2 separate regions of the Mus musculus genome follow, and region 2 is linked to region 1. Evidence: chromatin contacts called from public promoter capture Hi-C data. All regions are on one chromosome and are shown on one strand. Each heading gives the region's core, a stretch centred on a gene start, on an enhancer-like site or on the middle of the called end of the contact. The rest is flanking DNA. Distances are from core to core; before and after follow the strand shown. Region 1 holds the start of P2rx5 (purinergic receptor P2X, ligand-gated ion channel, 5). Region 2 overlaps Rap1gap2 (RAP1 GTPase activating protein 2).

Evidence for each region. Promoter capture Hi-C pulls out the DNA fragments that hold promoters and counts their contacts.
Region 2: a promoter capture Hi-C map of cranial neural crest shows a contact between it and region 1, with 11 times the contacts expected there. The contact joins the enhancer-like site here to the promoter of P2rx5 in region 1. A contact is called at or near these places in 14 of 39 promoter capture datasets (3T3-L1-derived adipocytes, the C10 cell line, the HPC-7 cell line and 10 more), 4 of 15 datasets of contacts at CTCF or cohesin (the NIH/3T3 cell line, large pre-B cells, pro-B cells and 1 more), 25 of 484 Hi-C or Micro-C datasets (the Ba/F3 cell line, ECoMG-derived neutrophils, the G1E-ER4 cell line and 18 more), 9 of 115 datasets of contacts at active chromatin or transcription factors (embryonic fibroblasts, embryonic stem cells, pancreatic cancer cells and 1 more) and 1 of 9 other capture datasets (embryonic stem cells).

The regions. Positions count from the first base shown.
Region 1 is chr11:73,158,859-73,164,757 of GRCm38.p6, forward strand. It overlaps P2rx5 (purinergic receptor P2X, ligand-gated ion channel, 5), which reads left to right and starts at 1,530. Exons shown (of 13, transcript NM_033321.4): 1 at 1,530-1,875. The coding sequence starts at 1,739. Gm35001 (a long non-coding RNA gene) reads right to left here and starts at 1,352. Exons shown (of 3, transcript XR_388840.2): 1 at 1,254-1,352; 2 at 603-662.
Region 2 is chr11:74,382,134-74,388,196 of GRCm38.p6, forward strand. It overlaps Rap1gap2 (RAP1 GTPase activating protein 2), which reads right to left. Exons shown (of 25, transcript NM_001015046.3): 25 at 1,223-5,378. Among named protein-coding and RNA genes, the nearest start is that of Olfr412, 20 kb to the left of the region's middle. Within about 2 kb of position 2,933, at least 16 of the 459 cell types and tissues checked have an H3K27ac peak or open chromatin away from gene starts, as enhancers often do. A contact at or near this core is called in muscle stem cells, where this site is marked.

The sequences.
Region 1 (5,899 bases), core at 280-2,779:
AGTAGCAAGCATGTTGCTGGGCCCAGGACATAGGATTATCCAAAGCAAGGCTTCCAACCTCTTGGTCTTCTGGTCTTGTCTGGGGGTACAGTATGCAAGTTAAATGAAGTCATCTCAGGTACTTAAAGTGCTCTGCAGATAGCCTGGCAGAGTGAAGCACGCCTTTGATCCCAGCACTTGGGAGGTAAAAGCAGGCGGATTTCTGAGTTCTAGGACAGCCTGCTCTATAGAGCGAGTTCCAGGACAGCCAAGGTTACACAGAGAAACCCCATATTAAAAAAAAAAAAGTGCTGGGCAGAGGTGATTGGAGTGGGGGTAGGATGTATGAAAATAAGCCTTTTTGAGGAACTGGTTAGGTTGAGTTTGAAAAGTTATAACAACACATTGTTTCCAAATGACACTTTAGGAACAGAATGCAGAACTCTATGCCCTTTCCTAGAATGAATGGGAAATCCAAGGGCAAAGCCCAGGAATTTGCCTTTATTTAAAATAAACAAACCAAACCAAACAAACAGCCAAACAAACCAAAACAGTCATTCCTTCGTGTTGCAAAACTGGGGACCTGTTTCCTGAAACTTCTATTTTTTTGTAGAAGATTATACCTGGAGGACTTAAGCGTTTCTTCCAACTTCTGGAGTCTGTCGTTTCAGAGAGTGAACTTCCTATTGGGCAAGAGGGCCAGGGTCGGGAGCAGAGGTGGTGTGATGCAGAAAGTTAGTGTGCATGGCTCCTCACCCCGCAGTCCCTGGCACATGGACTCTCACCACACCCAACCCCTCAGTACAAACACAGCCGATCACCACACAGCCCCTCACCACATATAGCCCATCAGTATACATATATAGAGCCCTGTAACTGCTCACCACACAGCCTCTCACTGCGTATAGACGACCCGACCCATACCACAGGAATGGGATCCTACATCCTCTCTCATCCTACAGTTCCTCACCACAGACAACCTACGGCAGCCCATAACAAGTTCCAAAGCGCAGCTCCAGGTATCTCTTCTCCCTCCTATGTTGGATCAGACCCAGACGATGGCATTGGGCTCCTTTTCTTTGGGAACTATTCATACTCTAGACATATGTTAGGATCCCACGCCTTGGTGCCCTAGCCTAGCTCTCCCTACCCCGCAGTACCTGACTAGGACCTCTGATCCCTGACCCTAGAAATTTGTAGGGTTTAAATCCGCAGCCATAGAAGCGGTGGAAAAGCCCCTTGATTACAGCACACACAGGCAGCCAGGGACCTACCTATACATCTGCCTGACAGCATGAGTAGCGAGGCCAGGACAACAGGGAAAACAGTCATTACTGTCTATCCCTCCTCCTTTACTTCCTGCACTGTGGGTCCCTTCCGGATTCTGCCTCTATTTCCCCACGGGGTTCCTTTCGAGCGAGTCCCGTGGGAGGAGGTAGGGGCGGGCGAGACGCCTTGGAAAGCACCTTCCCCTTCTTCCTCGCCTCCGCACACAGCCAGTGGCTGGAGGCACAGCCCGGTGGTGTCACCGTGTCAGCGGAGGCGGCCTCATCCCAGGCTGGGCGCTCGCCGCAGTCAGGCTCTCCGCGGCAGCAGGATCCTCCTGGCCGCGCTGTGCTCGCGCCCGGGTCTGCGCGTCTGCTCTCCAGCTCATGCCCTTTGGAGCCGCGCGCCCCGGGACTGCGGCAGCGCACACAGAGTGCTCGGTTGGCTGCCGGGCAGCGGGAGGCGGCGGCGGTGGCCAAAGTGAGCTGGAGGCATGGGCCAGGCGGCCTGGAAGGGGTTCGTGTTGTCTCTGTTCGACTACAAGACAGCAAAGTTCGTGGTCGCCAAGAGCAAGAAGGTGGGGCTGCTCTACCGGGTGCTGCAGCTCACCATCCTGTTGTACTTACTCATGTGAGTTCTTGGGCACTTTTTTGAAACAAGGGTACATGGGGCAGGGAAGGTGTAGACACAGGGGCCTTGGGGGAGTCAGCCTTAAAGCCCGTGGATGTAAGGATGGGAAAGTAAAAAGGGGACACTGACTTGTTAAACGTGGGCGGCGGCAACTGGATACCTTGGTTGGAAGCTGTCTGTAGGAGCTCCTTCTCCCAGTACTGGAGCTTCCAGTGTTACAGCCATGACCAGGAGGCAGGGATGCCAGGACACTGGGCTTCAGCTGCCCCCCAGAGGCCTCCCTGTGTCCAGCTTGACAGCTGGCCCAGGCACCCAGCAGGTTATTTATAAGCATTGAGCATTACTGGCTTACTCTTGGTTGGGCCAACTCATGGGATTGGCATGTTCTGGAACTCAGGGTTAGCTCACGGGAATCAGGGGGGCAGCCATTCCAGCGTCCAGATGCTCTACTGTTTTCCCTTATTGCCATCTCATCTAGCAGGCTATAAGCCTACCAGCCCACGGGCAGTTTGATGGGGATTTAACAGCTTGGTCAGAGGTCTCCCTTGCTCCTAGGAAGAAAAGAGGGCACAGGTGAAAAGAGGAAGGCAGCCACGGTGGACAGCTGCGATTCACTTTCCTTTCCTCATTAAATGATGTGCAATTATGCTCCTGGGTGGGGGTGGGGGGCAGTCCTGGCCTAGCCTTGCTGCTTTCTAATGGCTTCTCCTGCCCCTCTCCCAGGCAGGGTTTCTCTGTGCAGCCCTGGTTATCCTGGAACTGGTCAGTAGAGCAGGCTGACCTCAAACTCAGATATCCTCCTTCCTTTACCTCTGGAGTGCTGTGATAATGGCACAGAGTGTGGGTAATGGCTGTGTTCTTAGTGTTTCCTGAATTTTAGCTCCAAGGCACTTGGCAGTATCCTACCTCAGGGCCTTTGGACTGCTGTTCCTTGGCCACCCAGTTTTCCTTCAACATCCTTCCTTATCCAGATTTGATTTCTCCCTCTCTCTCCCTCCCTGGCACTTCCATAAGTCATTTTGATTGGTTGTTTGCTCAATGTCTATTTCTGACTCCCTGAAGTCTGGGGATGCCATGAGGTGATGTCACACTGTGATGTCATTTCACTTGGCAATCTGTATGAAATGAGTAGACGAATGCTGAATGTTTGCTTCTTGTTTTGCACTAGAGCAGCATTTCTCTGCTAAAATGGAAGGTGTGCTCAAGAACCACAACTTTCGAGCCACGAGTGGTGGCAAACACTTTTAATCCCAGCACTCAAGAGGCAGAGGTGAAAGCCGGGCAGTGGTGGCACACGCCTTTAATCCCAGCACTTGGGAGGCAGAGGCAGGCAGATTTCTGAGTTTGAGGCCAGCCTGGTCTACAGAGTGAGTTCCATGACAGCCAGGGCTATACAGAGAAACCCTGTCTCGAAAAACCAAACAACAAACAAACAAACAAAAAACAAAAAACAAAAACAAAAAAAAAAAGGCAGAGGTGGGCGGATCTCTCTGACAGTTCAGCAACAGCATGATTTACAAAGCCAAGTTCCAGAACAGACAAGGTTCTTACACAGAGAGACTGTCTTGAAAACCACCATCACCACCACCACCAACGACAAAACAAAACAAAAAACCCACACCGTTTTCAGAGTTCCTTGTAAATGGGACAGTTTAGGATCCAGGCTCTCCATCTCTGCCCCAGAAATGAGGAAATGGTTGACACCTTCGTGACTCCCTGCGAGAGCCAGCATGCCATCATTCATGGCATGACAGGGCACTGGCTTCTTCCTCCTTTGACCCCTTTGACTGCTTTCCCCAGCTTCACCAAGAATGGTTAAGCTGGATGATAGCTAACTACGAGTTAGTAATTTGTGTGCATGGAGCTTTTGCTCTGTGCTAGCCTCCCTGTGACACAGATCACCTCATTTTCAAAGTCTTATCTTTTTAGGGGCCAGAGTGAAGTTGTGAAGTCTGGATGGTTAGGAGTGCTTGCTGGCTTTGCTTGTTTGCTATTGTTTTTGTTTATCTTTTAAAAAGATTTATTTATTTTAATATATATGAGTACACTGTAGTTGTCTTCAAATACACCAGAAGAGGGCGTCAGATCACATTGCAGATGTTTGTGAGCCACCATGTGGTTGCTGGGAATTGAACTCAGGACTTTTGGAAGAGCGGTCAGTGTTCTTAACCATTGAGCCATCTTTTCAGCCCATTTTTTGTTTTTAAATACTTATTATGTACACAATATCCTGTCTGCATATATTCCTACGCGGCAGAAGAGCATCAGAGCACCATGTGGTTGCTGGGAACTGAACTTAAGACCTCTGGACGATCAGGCATTACTCTTAACCTCTGAGCTCTCTCTCTCCAGCATGCTTGCTGTTCCTGTAGGAGTTCAGTTCCCAGCTGATTGGCTTACAACCTTCTGTAATTCCAGTAATTGCAGCCCCAGAGGATCTGACTCTTCTGACTTCCAACTGTACCTGACCTCACAAGCACACGCAAGCACATATAAGCACACACACACACACACACACACACACACACACACACAATTTAATAATATGTATCTTATTGGAAATGTGTGATATTATAGGCTGGAGAGATGGCTCAGTGGTTAAGAGCACTGACTGCTCTTCCAGAGGTCCTGAGTTCAAATTCCAGCAGCCACATGGGGGCTCATAACCATCTGTAATGGTGTCTAATGCCCTCTTCTGGTGTGTCTGCAGACAGCATCAGTGCTCACACACATAAAATACATACATACATACATACATACATACATACATACATTTAAAAAAAAAAGAGAAATCAAACTTTTTTGCTGTTCTGTTTTTGCTGCGTTTGTTTTTTGTTTTGTTTTATGAGACAGGGTTTCTCTGTGTAGCTCTGGCTGTCCTGGAACTTGCTTAGGAGACTAGGTTGGCCTCAACTCAGAGCTCCAACTGATAGCTAACTACAAGTTAGCCTCTGCCTCCTGAATGCCGGGATTAAAGATATGCACCACATTATTTTGTATTTATGTGTATGAGGCTGTATCAGTTTATGTGCACTGTGTGCTGGTGCTCATGGAGGTTAGAGGGTGTCAGACACCCTGGGATTTTACTTACAGTTGGATATGAGCTACCTGATGCAGGGGCTGGGAACTGAACTCAGGTCCTCTGCAAGAGCATTAAGTGTTCTTAACCATTGAACAATCTCTTCAGTCCTGTGGGTTTTTTTTATTACTTTACTTATTACATATGTGTATGGGTAAGTATGTGTCATAGTGCACATGTGGGAGTCTGTTCTCTCTATCATTCGTGTGGGATTAAATTCAGAACATCAACCTTAGAGGTAACTTTATCAACTGAGCCATATTGCTGGCCCTGCTATGTTTTCAGTCTAAAAGAATACGAGATTTAATTTATTTTTATTCATTTTCTTGTTTTTGGTGCAAAACCCAAGGCCTTATACATGCTAGGTAACCCCTCTACCCTTGGATGTCATATATATACATATACATACATATATATATATATATATAAATACACACACACACACACACACATGAGAGGGGGAGGAGAATATCTCACTGTGTAGCTCTGGCTGTCCTGTAACTCACTATGTAGAACAATTTGGCCTCAAGCTCACAGGGACACGCCTGCCTCTGTATCCCAAGTGCCGGGATTAAAGGGGTAGACTACCTCACCACCCAGCCATTTCTTTCTTTTTTTAGATGTACTAGTTTTATTATTTTATGTGTATGAATGTTTTGCCTGCATGTAGGTTTGTGCACCATTTGTGTGTCTGGTTCCCGTCCCTAAGGTCACAACGGGGACTGGAGTTACAGATGGCTGTGAACTACCATGTAGGTGCCTGGAATGGAAAAGGATGCTCTGCAAGACAAATAGGTGGTCTTAACCACTAAGCCAACTCTTCAGCCCCAGATTTTCTTTAAAAGATAGCATCTCACCCTGTACCCAGGATGGCCTTCAACAGTCTACTTTCCAGCTTTAGCACACTGACTGCAGAACGCATGCTTGCGGGGCAGGTGAACCCCT
Region 2 (6,063 bases), core at 1,683-4,182, 1.2 Mb after region 1:
CACACTTAGCCCATCTTTGCCACAGTTGTGGTTTCCCACGGTGTGTTTTTAGGGGCTGATAAGTCATTACAGCTAACTGGCTACCTATGTAAGCATCAATTGCTACTGTTGAGATTATCATTATTAACTGAATCTCTGCTACTATACATAACGTTTTTCAAAGCGCGTTTGATCAATTAGGAGTTCATTTTTATCCTTATGCTTTCCATGGGGCGTCTATTTCTGATAGCACATAGAGGAAAATTCAGAGCCCGGCAATGTTGAGTAATTTGCCCAAGATCACAAAGCAAGTCTCCGACAGAGGCTTAAAACCTGCCTCTTGCCTTCAAATCTACACCCAGCAGGTCAAGCAAAGCACATGAATGAGCGTAGCCACTGTGAGTCAGAGGAAGATAAGAAAGGCATTAGTCATAGGCGACCCCTCGAACAGAAAATCTGCAAAGGAGCTTGGGCAAAGGAGAGAGACTGGTGGGCAGGAGACAACAGGAGACTCGTCTCCTCAGTACCACAGAGGCAAATAGAGTGGGTAAGCGATGGGCGATGGGCGATGGGCGGAGTGAGCAGTAAGGAGTGCTGGAGAATATGGTAAACTCGGGTCTCACCATAGGGAGTTCGAGCCCGCTTTCATCAATCCATGCCTGAGTAGATTTAGTCTGACTTAAAAAAAAAAAAAAAGAAAGAAAAGAAAGAAAGAAACTCCCTTTTTTGTTGTTGTTACGGTTAGTTTGCGTGCGCGTGCACACATGTGTTGCATATGTATGTAGTGTTGTTGCATATGTATGTAGTGTACCCATGTGAGTGCACATATCCTGTGCACACATGTGTTGCATATGTATGTAGTGTTGTTGCATATGTATGTAGTGTACCCATGTGAGTGCACATATCCTGTACACACATGTGTTGCATATGTATGTAGTGTTGTTGCATATGTATGTAGTATACCCATGTGAGTGCCAGGGACATCACTAGTCTTCCTCCCTCACTCTGGACCTTACTGTCTCGAGACAGGGTCTCTCACTGAGCGGGAAGCTTGCCATCTTCCCTTGGCTGACAAACAAGTTCTCAGTATCTGCCTGCTTTCACCTCCCCTGTCCCCCACTCTAGGGTCACAGGATGTGCAGTCAGGCATGGCTTTTTGTGGGCTGGAGATTCAAATTCAGATCCAAATGCTTGCGGAGGGAGCACGCAATCTTATCCAACAAACCACTGCCCCAGTGCCAGGTTTGTTTGCTTTGTTTGTTTTTAATATTAATAAAGTTTTCAAACAGGTTCAAGCTGATAGCCACCCTCCAGTGAAAGGCCCTGCCGAAAGTCTAGTAGAGCCCCACTCCAAGAAATGTGAACTCTAATGGACACAAAATATGTTATTTATTGTCAATTTCTGCAAAGACACATTTAAGCAACAAAATATACATTTTCAACCTTTTAGAATTTGTTTTATACATTAACAAATACAATGTGCTACCATAGCAATAAATTAGATGTACACTATTTACATCACATAGGCAGTCAGGATCTACAAATCACCCCCCTCACTGAGAGGAAGCAAAGAAAAGTCATCGTCACAGGGGTCACTTTCAAACTACACCTCTTAGGTTCTACCACATGGGCATCTCTTCACATGGCAACCCCGGCACCCTGGGAGCTGGAGATCAGGCGGGGACATCACAAGTTGGCATAGACGCTAAGGAGTGGGAAGGGGAATTTCACCCTTTCAAGTGGAAATGTCACAGAACCAAAGACAATGGCAACTGATTCCAGTCTTGCAGCCAAGCGCACTATCCGCTGGGGGTGTTAAGGCCCAGGTCAAAGCCACTGCCCCAGCTACTACTCACTGCAGACGGCCCTTGGCTCTGGGCATCCAAAGAAGCACATAGCCTGGCTGCAAAGAGACACGGGATTGGTGTGGGCAAGCGGCTGGTGGCAAAACAGACACCAGAGTTTCGTAGGATGCCTCAGAAGCCCTCCACCGAGTGGGCGGCAGGATCAGCCTTGTTCATTGTGCCAACCTGTCTTTGTCTTTGATTGAGGGGTAACTAGAAGCTGGGGAGGGAACATGGGGTTCCAGAGTATGGCTAACTAACCTGGTTGCTGCTGGCCCAGAAGCCATATGTTCTATCGGAACCCCAGGACCCAACACACGTACACACAACACAGCTGTCTTTGCAGACCAAGAAACAAAGGACAAAAGGTGATGTTTGAGTTGGCACCATAAAGGGTCAAAGAAAAGAAAATGACACTGGCTGTGCCCTGCCTGGTCACCTGAGCTGGGCTTTTATTACCCATCTCCATTTTAAAACCTGGAGAGGCCTGGGCCTAGACTCAGCGGCAGAGCCCTCACTCAGCATGAGCAAGGCCTTGGGGACGTTCCCAGCACCACCAAAAAATGAGGAAGGGAGGGATGGAGAGAGGGAGGAAGAAAAGATATATCAGAGAATTAGTTCATTTTATCATCTTCTGTCCTGATTTCGAACAAAGAAGTCAAGGGTAGCTAATGCATTTTGTCCAGATGACTTTGTCCCAGTCACTGAAAACCCAAAGAAGCACTTGACTGCAATCCCTCCTCCTCCATTTCCCAAGCCCCCGGGTCCTCACTGATCGAAGCTTGTCATGCTGGAAAAGAGCAGAGGCAGAGGCCCTATCAATACCTCGGACCTCAGCACCTGCCCGCCAGTGCAGAGACCCCAGCTACCAGGCTTCCTCAAAACCCAGGCTCCAGGAAATGCAACTGCTTGCTGTGCCAACAGTAAGTACAGTTGGTATGCAGGAACGGGCTCAAGGCGGCTGTGTGGCCTCAGGCAAGTTCTTTCTGTTCATCTGGAGGATGACATGGTCTGTTGAGATGCAAACAGGGCCTAGGAGGCTTGAGTATCAAAAAGGGCCCACAAAACTGAAGTCCAGATGGTTTTCCAAGAAACACCATTTGACATTCATTATCACAGAGAGAGAAACTCTGGCTAAGGCCTTCTATCTGGAGCCCTCCCACATCTGCTTTAGTGTATCAACAGAGCTGGGGGCATCTGGATGCCTATTAACACCTGCAAAATATAGTTTCCAGAGTTGTGACCAGGAGAACCCCTTGTGGAAGTAACAGTGGAAATGTCCCCCCACATCCAAGCAGAAGTATCGGCTACAGAGGCTCAGTCACATGAAGGGGCCTCAGCAAGGCTCGGAGCCCTAAGACTTGGTACAGCCATGAAAGGAAAGACTGGATCAGAGTGTGGAGGAACAGCCTCCAGCCCAGAGGGCTGAGAGGAGACTGGGCCCTGCCATTATTCTACTCCCGTTAAGCAGAGAACTTGAGCTGGGCTGGCGGTACCTACTCTGGAAGCCACAGGATGACCTATTAGATAGAGAGAGGCATGAGCAGAGGGCAGGGGCATCTCATATCCTGCCCAGAGTACCTCAGCAGCAAACCAAGGGTGAGGACCACAGCCAGGGCCTCTCAGTTCCTCAGCACACAGTCATCCAGCCCAGAGGTAATGCCTGCAGGCAGAGTAGCCAAAGCAGTGGGGACGAGGCTTATAAGGTTTCCAGACAGCGTGGGACAACCTGAAAGCCCCTGAAGAGCCCCAGACCACAATACAACATAGCACAATCACCAAGTGGGGAAAACTGCCCAACACAGAGAAGGGAGCCAGAGTCCTGTAATAGTTTCAAAGAAAACACGGTTTGACCTTTCAAGTTCAAGCAGAAACCTGCCAGCAGAACACTGCCAGAATCCACCCGCCTTCTTCCAGCCCCGGCTGCCGCTACGCTGGCTTTTAATAAAAGATAAACAGATATTCTGTTGACCTTCTAACTAGAACAAATCTTACCAGACTAGTATTTCACGTAAGCAGGTTTCCTAAGTGGAGTGAGGGATGAGCTCCCCCTCCCCTGGCTGCACGCAAGTGCGTGGGGGATGAAGGACCAAAACTGTGCTCAGATGACAAAGGCAGCAGAAACAGTTACTATACCAGCCCCAAAGGCTGTTCCACCCTTCTGTACTTTGGCTTGGGAATAGGAGCCTCTGCAGGCAAAGCACTTGGTTGGAAATTCTTGTCATCTGCTCGATGACACAGGAGCCCAGAACCAAGCAGCCCTGTGCCACAGACCCATGTGTACTTAATGAGGTGGGATCTTCAAGTGCCTGCTGTGTAGAGCCAGCGTTTAGCCTGTTGGATGCTCTATTCTACACCCAGCAGCAGAACCTTCCTGCAAACCTGGAAGACTGAGGAGCCAAAGACAGCTTCTCAGTCTTCAGGATGGGCTGGCTCACCCAGAGAAGGCAGCCATGACAAGGAGTACAGATGGCCTGTGGCTTAAAGCGCAGGCTCGTGGGGTCTGGGCTTCCAGGGGCCCTGAAGATGGGACAATGGCCTAAAAACCTGCAGTTGGAGATGGAAGGATGAAGACTAGGGGACTGAGCCTAGAATCAGTCCCTGGGCAGTACTGGTCCCCTCACGGGTAACAGGACCTCAGAGGTGGAAGAACACTGTATTGATTCCAACACTAAATTCAACCACCACACACTTGGCTGACCAAAAACTGCCAAGACACTCTCCACTACATCTCCCCCCTCTCTCACCTAAGACATGGCTTAAACTATGTCTTTTCCAAATTCTCACACAAGTGGAGACCTGAACCCCTAATGAGCCTTCTCACCCAGAGGCTCCTGCACTGGCCTTGTGTTCACCTTGGACTCCACACTCCTGGATGCCCACTACCAGGGCTCCTCCAACCACATAGATAATCAGCAGCTTGTGTAGAATTAGAAAGGAAAAAACCTTGAGACTACAGTCAAGGGAGCATGCAGCCGGGTTCTAGAACACCTAGCTCTGACTGGGAGCGTCCACCAGCCTGAGCCTCTTGAGGGGGCCCTGGCAGAAGTGACAGAGCTCCCTAGGCCTGGGCTGGCAGATGTGTCGGAAATACAGTAAGATTCAACCCAGAGGATACTGGGATATTCCTGGAAAAGCAGTCCAGGAAGGCACTGCACTGCGACCCAAGACAGACAGTACCCACCCACCATTCTGCAGTTACCTCTGCTCCCCACCACACAACCCTCTCTGTCCCTGGGGCAGACGAGCTCCCTAGCTTCTCGCTGAGCCCCCTGGGACTCAGAGTCCCCCTTGCCCAGATCTTTTCCTGCATGTAAAACAAGATGCTAGTTGACTCAGATAGCCGGTCACATCAGGAGGTCAGAAGCACAGGTTGGGGCTTTCAGGTCTGGAGAAGGATCTGGCAAGGTCATGGCCAGGTCAGGACGTGGAACAGACAGCTGGTGCGCTGGGCAGGTGGCCAGTGAGACAGCAGGCCTAAACGGTCAGAGTAGTGGATGGCACCCCCAAACTGCTGGAATTAGGAGCCTTCTGTAGGCCAGAATCCACACTTCCCTGGGAAGATAAGGAAGGGGGGATGGAGAACAAGCATTAGGTCAAAGAGAGATGAAAACACACTGGAGCCAAAGTAGGGAAGCCACTCAGGGCAAGGAGGCTGCCAAGTGTAAGGGGCCTGGACTCAGTCCCAGAAGCCGTGTGTAAGCATTGTACACCAGAAGCATCCACAGTCCCACACAGGTAGTGGAGGCCAACATCACACTCCCGTTTCCTCTTCTGTTTTCTCAGACATGGGTTAAACATAAAGTGAGCTTAACTCTACCCTCCCTCTTGGTCCCAACTCACTCACACTCCAGGGAGACCTCACTGAGCAGGTGGGGCCAATGGGTCTCAGGTGACCTCACTTTCAGGAGTTCACTGGTATATCATGACAGGAACAGAGACCACCCTGGGGTTGTCCCTCAAAACAACGCTTGGGTAGGGGCATCTCATGTCATATTGGGGAAGACAGATACCAGCCTGGAGCCTTGGCCAAAATACAAGGAGAGAGACTGACTGTAACGGGGAAAGGAAGGGGTAAACGGGGAATTCCTCCCAGGGAAACAAGTGAACTCTTCCGCTACTTCCCCTCCTAACTACTACAACCAGCTCCATCTAGTGTGGGGGTCTACCACAATAACACTGGACAACCCTTCCTGGCCACTGTTCTCAGCCCCGCCCCCCACAAAGGCCTGGAGATGTC